2 separate regions of the Drosophila melanogaster genome follow, and region 2 is linked to region 1. Evidence: chromatin contacts called from public Hi-C data. All regions are on one chromosome and are shown on one strand. The core of a region is the stretch at or near the end of the contact, and the rest is flanking DNA. Distances in the headings are between cores, read along the strand shown. Region 1 holds the start of lncRNA:CR43423 (long non-coding RNA:CR43423). Region 2 holds the start of CG15820.

Region 1 (3,505 bases), core at 806-3,305:
ATGCAACAGCCTTCGCTTTCCCAGCACAGTGGGACCAGAAAAGCAGTTACCCGAACAAAGCATATGATTTAATATAGATGTATAGGTATATTTTTTGATATCCTTTAGGATCTGTGTAGATGTGGTGTAGATCGTCTTAGGCATTCTTACCAACCGGACATCAGCTTCAGCTTTTACCCGTGCGAGTACCAATCCGACCCACTGTACCGCCCCATTGCCTCAATTGCAGTTGCAGTTGATGGCTCTCGAGTGTGCGTGTGCCCATTTGCAGCGGCGTCAGCGTCAGCGGCTTATCTCCTCCAACCTGGCGGCCACTGCGGCACTGCACCACCGTGCAAATGCAACTGCAACTGCGAGTGCAACTGACGAGCCACTGTTAATTTTGCCAAGTTTTTTTTGCTGCCCAGTTTTTGCTGCTGTGCAAGTCTCTCATGCATAAAATTGTACACGACATAATTTTTCATGAAATGGCTGGGATCCTCCCGGTGCGGCGTCGTTGTCGACGTCTTTTTCCGACATCTAACCAAGTCGAGTGGTACCAGTACTACTATATAGCCACCGGCTATATCCACATTCACATCCATCCCGTTGCCGTTGTTTTGGGCAGGTTCGGTGCACTTTTTGCCGGCTGACCGCGCTCACTCGAGTAGAAATTATGTGCAATTTGTCTAGCCAGGGGTCTGGTCTCTAGTCTCTAGACTCTAGACTCCACAACAGTCTGCAGTTCGATTCCGATTTCATTAGACTCCGCCGCCCCGTGTACGGTTGCACATAAAGGAAGTTCGCTGGTATAGTGCAAATTGATAGGGTTTTACTATTGTTTTTGGATTGAATTATTTATTTAAGTTCAAAATGCAATGGTTAACATAACCACCCCACTCTGTTACTTGATACAACTGCTGATATACATATGTATGTAAGAAGATTTATGATTCGATTCCTCTAGTTTCTCCAAGTGCATTGCTGCTTCTTAATGATCGGTGGGCAGTATGCGCATCACGTGCTTCCTATTAGATCGCGGGTATTATCATTAGGTTCGGTGTGGTGTGCTTCGGTTCGGTTCGGTTCCGTTCGGGCCGACTTTCGACCAGGCCAAAAGCAATTACACCGAAAGGGGGAATTCTTTTGCCATCGAATCGGATCGCATCTACCGTACGATCGCTGACCATGCAGCCGGCTGGAAATGGAAATGGGTATGCGAATGGGAAGGAAAACGGTAATGCCAGTGCCAGTACCAGTGCCTCTGCCAGTCCCTCCACGTCATAGGTGTGCTCCTCAAGTGGTGGTATATCGCGGCCCTGCTGATAAGTTGTATTAATTATTTTTATGGTCTTGACGTTGCTCCGTTGGTGTTGTAAATAGTACAAACAGTCGGTCGAAAGTCCAAGAAGCTTTCGATTGGGAAATCTTGCTTGGTTTTCCCTTTGTTTTTTTTTTTTTTTCAATTTTCTTTCAGCGGATAGAAGAGGAACAGAACTCAATTTCCGCCTGAGGCCGACTCTTTTCCACCCGGTAAGTGCCAGTGCCATGTGATTCAAACTTGAGTATTTTCGTACCCTTGGCGTATGTTTGTGGCTACAGGGCTATGGCATCACATGTCATTTATAGTTGGGCCTACCGTCGTTGGCCTGTTGATAAGCCGTAGATTGAGCGCGTGCTTTGTGACTGGGCTGCTTGGGTCTGGTTGCTCCGGGCCTTATTCCGCGTCTACCGAGGGGTCCACACAGGTGTGTGTACACTTTCGAAATTCCAGAAATTCTTGCGTCAAGTAGCCGCCCCGAAAACCTTATCACTCAGACGATCGTCCATCCACTGATTCCTGAGTTGCTCCACTGGAGGGCCGCGAAAGCGACGAAAGCTTGTCAATGGATGGCATTGATACGGGGACAGTTGGCTGGATTGATTGGTTTGATTGTGGGCCATCGTAAATACACCTGGCGCCCGGTGTATTTCAGGGAAATTGCTAATCAGAAAGGTGCACAGGCTTAACCGAATAGAATTTTATATTATTAGATTAAATCAAGTAAATTTAAAGATCTCTTCAAGAAGAAAATCCATTCGAGTTCCATTCCCATAAAGATCTATATCTAGATTTAGTTCTAAACAGAAATTACTTCTAGCTACTGAAAACCACGATCAATCGGGCCTAATTTATTTCCGTTTTCGTGATATTTTCGAGCCAGTTGGGGATTGTCCCATTTGGCATTTGATATGCATGCAGCCGACCGATACAACACTCCTCCGCTTTTGGATCCAGTAGATCCCCCCAGCGATCTGCGGCCATAAATAACCAGTAAAGCCTATGGAATTTCCTATAAATAAGTTCATGACGAATGTAACAAAAATTCCCCGAGCAACCTTAGCCCCGCGCCCTTCTTTACAAATGTGTGTGTGTGTTGTAAATGACCTCGTTCACATAAAGTTCAGAAATTCCATTTACAAACTTGTAATTGAAAAAATCCACACACACACGAGCGAGATTGTCTAGAGACAAAGTCAAACACGTTGGAATTTTTGTTTTTTACCGTTCAATGACGAATTTTACAGAGTGTGTGTGTGTGTGTGTGTGTGCGTTGTTTACGAAAAACAAAAAACAGAACGCCACCAGCTACAAACACACAAAGAAAAACAAAATAAAAAATAAAAAAAAACGAAAATTCCAAAAAGACACTTACGAAAGCCCCGCAACATTTTTTATTGTTCCGTAGATTACAACACATAGGAAAACGCGAGAAGAGCTGAAAAATTTTCGTTGTCGAGGAGGAGAGTGCGCTTCACACCGATATATCAGTATACTGATGTGACAAAATGCAAAAGTAGCACAGATACAAATGCAGATAGGGATACTCTTCTCGCAGTCTTCGAAAAAGAAGGCGTCTGGAAGGGGATCGACTGGAAGGGGCAGTGTCGGTTTGTTTGTGGAATGCCGTTTTGTAAGTTTCTTATGCATGCGACTTCAAACATAGTTCGGCATCGAAACTTTCTAGCACACCGACACACATACGAACGCGATCCAGCCGACACACACACACACACGCACGCAGCCACACACTTAAGCGACTTTCGAAAGGTACAACTTTTTACGAAGTCGCTGCCTCGGCCGCTGTGCAGCCGACGCCACTGCCGCTGCCGCTGTCGCTGCCTCTGTCGACTTCGAATTCCAACGCCAAGATGAAAGATCGGCGCAAAAGAAAAGAAATATTCATTCAGTAAAATTTCATAGCTGCAGCCGCATGGTTGTGCCGCTCTCGCCTGCTCTTGCTTTTCGCGCAACAAACCGAAACGAGAAACACATAAATATAAAAGTGTGAACATTGGCGTACATATAAAAACTTAAAACTTAACTTAACTTGAGCAACATGAAACAAATAAACACGGGAAAGCGGTTCCAGCGAAGAGGTTCCAAGGAGAGCAGACACAACCGCATTCCAGAAAGTTTAAATAACGCTGGAAGGAGGGGGAAAGTGGAAAACTAAACTCGAACTCGAACTCAGTGTGCCAGTGT
Region 2 (3,408 bases), core at 216-2,715, 1.5 Mb after region 1:
TTTTGGCGCTAATGTTTACAATATCAGTAATCGAGATACGCTAAAAAAAGCTTCCCACATAAAAGCTTTTTTGATTACAAAACGCACAATATAATCTTAAAGCAGGGGAACCTAATTGTACTCTGCATCTTTCCTCAATTTCTAGTTTATTTTACTATTTCCAAATATGTGTTTCCTAAAACTTAAATAGCACATTAAAGTTTGCTGCTTCTTGGAGGTCTGTGATTTCGGATGAAGGGAACGATATAGCGGGCACACTCCTCGGCGGCATGCAGGTGGACATGATGCTTGCCGCCCTCCACTTCGTAGAACTCAAAGTTGGGATTATCATGTGACAGAATGGACATTGTTTCGTTGCATCGAGGTCCCACAAATGGTGAAAGGGATCCCTTAATTACCAGATAGGGTTTCTTCTCAATACGCCTCGCCATTTCAAGAGCAAGTCCGTTTTCAATGTCGAATATGTGATAGAACTTTACACGTCCATCTCTGGAGAAGAATACCTTTTCCGGGTACATGTTTGATTTGGCCACCTGGCGGTGGAGCATGTGATCGGCCAGGTGTTGCGGCACCGAGTTGTTGCTGTTCCTGGCGAGCGTCTCACGCAGCTTACTCAAGGTGAACGATGGCGGCTCATGTTCGGTGCCATCCGCCTGTCGCCTCTCCTCCAGCAAATAACCTTCTATGTCCTTGGTCAACTTGCTGGGATCCTCGATTCTCCGCGGCAGCAGTACATCCAATGATATAATCATATCGACTGTGCTTGGTGCCATGGCCGCGTACATGAAGCTCATCACACCTCCGAGGGAATGACCCATTAAGGAGACCTTGGACCAGCCGAACTCCTTCATCACCCTCGGTATGATGAACACATAGTCGTAGACGTTGTAGGGCACACCCGGCGGAAGCCTAGAAGATCTACCATGTCCGGGTAGGTCGATGCACAGCACGCCTATGTAGTCGGGAAGCAGGGGAATCAGCCGATCGAAGGTTCCCAGATTGTCCAGCCATCCGTGAATTGCCAAAATGGGTCTATCAGCTCGATTGCCATACCAACGGCCTGCTATGTGACCCCAAGGTGCTGGAATCATCACCTCTTCATACTGCAGGCGTTTCTAAATATATATAGAAGAAATCAATATTCAATTGAATATTCATTTTAACAGGATAAACTACATAAATTTATTGCAAAATTGATTTAAGTGCAAGAGTATGAAATATTCCACTGGCATAAGTACACACTTTTCTGCTTTTTGTTTTGATTACTTACATGCATTGCTTCCTTGTAGTTTGTTCCACCGAAAATGTAATTTTCTACTAAAATGCTTTTTTCATTCTTATTCAAACAACCGTTTCTGATCTTTGCCTTCAATGCAAAGTTCTGTTCCAGTTATTTTGACAGAGTATTATCTTTACTATCTTATATTCATATCACATCAACCGATGTGAATTACCAAAATTTGTAGCAACGACTTTCAACTGCGACGGCTTTTTAGCGACTAAATTGTTTTCGTGACAATGATCATCCCAGCAATATAAAATCTGTGAAATATATACCATAATGAGCAAAAATGAGACAGATGGTAGTGAAAAAATAAAACAGGAATTAACCCATTGTAAAAAAGGGCTACCAAACATTTTAAAAAGAATTTAAATATGTTTAAAAATATACTGTTGAATTAAATAAAAAAAATATAAACATAGCTACACTTATTGTTTTTTAAACATTTGTTGAACCTTATCTTACATAAATTGAACTTGTTATATTTTATGAAATTCCTCTTCGGCGTTCAGGTTTCGTGCTCAAATTCGCCCATAGGTATACGTGGGTTAAGGTCGAAGAGCGAAGTATATACATACTTCTGAGATTAGGGAACAACTTTGAGTGGTGTATGTAAACAAACACAATTCAACTGTGCTGTTATGTATTTGCATTTAGTTTTTTGAAATTCGGGCGATGATCCTCTTATCAGTTTCAAAATCACTACATTCTTCACCAAACCTCTTGTAGCATGACATTGCCCAGTTTGGACCACCTGATGGTCGGTCATCGACGTCCGGTCTCAATAAACTGCCGTGGGATTTTGGGAATGTGTCGATTACTACGTGACTCTCAGGTAGAATCGAGTTTTCCACTTGCCGTGTCCACATCGATGCACTCGGTTACGCCATGTTGGCCTGGAGTGGTCATGTGCCTGGTTGAAGTTCAGCTTTTTCCTCGGACTTTTTTTTTCTTAACACCAACGAGCACGTTTTTCCATTTTTCTGTAAGGGCTTTGGCGACATTTACCTGGAAAAATTCATTGGAGTGCAAAGTCTGAGATGCCTTCTTGTTTTTGTTTAAACTAATCCATGGGAGAGTAGTTCTTTGCTTTAATGCAGGACGATGTGCCTATTTCTGGTTATCCCACAACCAACTATATGTGGTACACAAAAGTAGTTATAGTTATCCTCTCCATTTCAGACGAACTTCAGGCTTCGTCCTGCCGGACTGTCACCCAAGTGTGATTCCCTTCCGCTGTCTTTCCCCTCGACTGGATGTGGTTTCTATGCAGCAATATCATCTGATTCCTGCACAAAGCACAAAATTTGCATTTGGCCGGACAATGCAAATTGTACCGAGCTTTCCCCGAAGTGAAAGTGCCATTTCACTGGCGAAATATGTGCGTGTACTGGCCTTGAATCTGAATCCATAATTTGCCTGTCAACGGCAGCAAAGCAATGTCGTTGTCGTCGTGGCCCAAAAATTGTGCGCACATAATTGAGTTCAAGCATTTGGAGGCCAATTATGATTTCCCACTTTTCACCCAATTTTCTTTTGTCCCTTGCCGCGGCTCCTTTCACATCTCAATCAAAAGGGCGCGCCAAGTCCTTTGTCCTTCGAGCTTTCTCCGCGCGGCTTTAATTGCCTCTGCCACTTAACGTATGCAAATTAAATTTAATTCTTTTTCTTTCAACCGGATCTGCTTCGGTTTTTCGGGTCACCTTAAGTGGGAAAGCAGCTCACCTTCGGTTTGATAAATATTTATGATACCCAATGATAGTTGTGCTGAACGAGGAAAAAGGGTTGCCCATTTCCCCTATATTTTCCTTTCTCCGAAAAAAAAGTAAATAAATAAATAAAGGATACACTTGAAGAATGTTTAGTCTTGCACTGCAAATATTTTGTATGCTTTCAAACTGAAGTGCTCTCTCTATACGGTTATATCATTGAAAGGGTTAGATTATCTAAATTATTATATGTAAAGATGATGGGTAGATATTGTAGCAGTGTACGGTAATGTACTATATATGATGCTTTCAACCTGTCAGCGGAGCTCCCGAACAAAAAAAAACTTGAGCCGGGTATCAGCTCCACAAAGACACCGCCGGAAGTCTTGAGCTGATACGCATGCATCTGCCGAAAAA

The links. A called contact is a pair of places that touch in the nucleus more often than the background predicts.
Region 2: a contact with region 1 is called in a Hi-C map of the Kc167 cell line, with 1.8 times the contacts expected there.

The regions. Positions count from the first base shown.
Region 1 is chr3L:636,513-640,017 of dm6, forward strand. lncRNA:CR43423 (long non-coding RNA:CR43423) reads right to left here and starts at 2,056. Exons shown (of 2, transcript NR_048210.1): 1 at 1,619-2,056; 2 at 974-1,301. It overlaps lncRNA:CR43334 (long non-coding RNA:CR43334), which reads left to right. Exons shown (of 1, transcript NR_048209.1): 1 at 1-3,505.
Region 2 is chr3L:2,172,867-2,176,274 of dm6, forward strand. CG15820 reads right to left here and starts at 1,466. Exons shown (of 2, transcript NM_139439.2): 1 at 1,271-1,466; 2 at 129-1,115. The coding sequence starts at 1,276. The coding sequence ends at 195.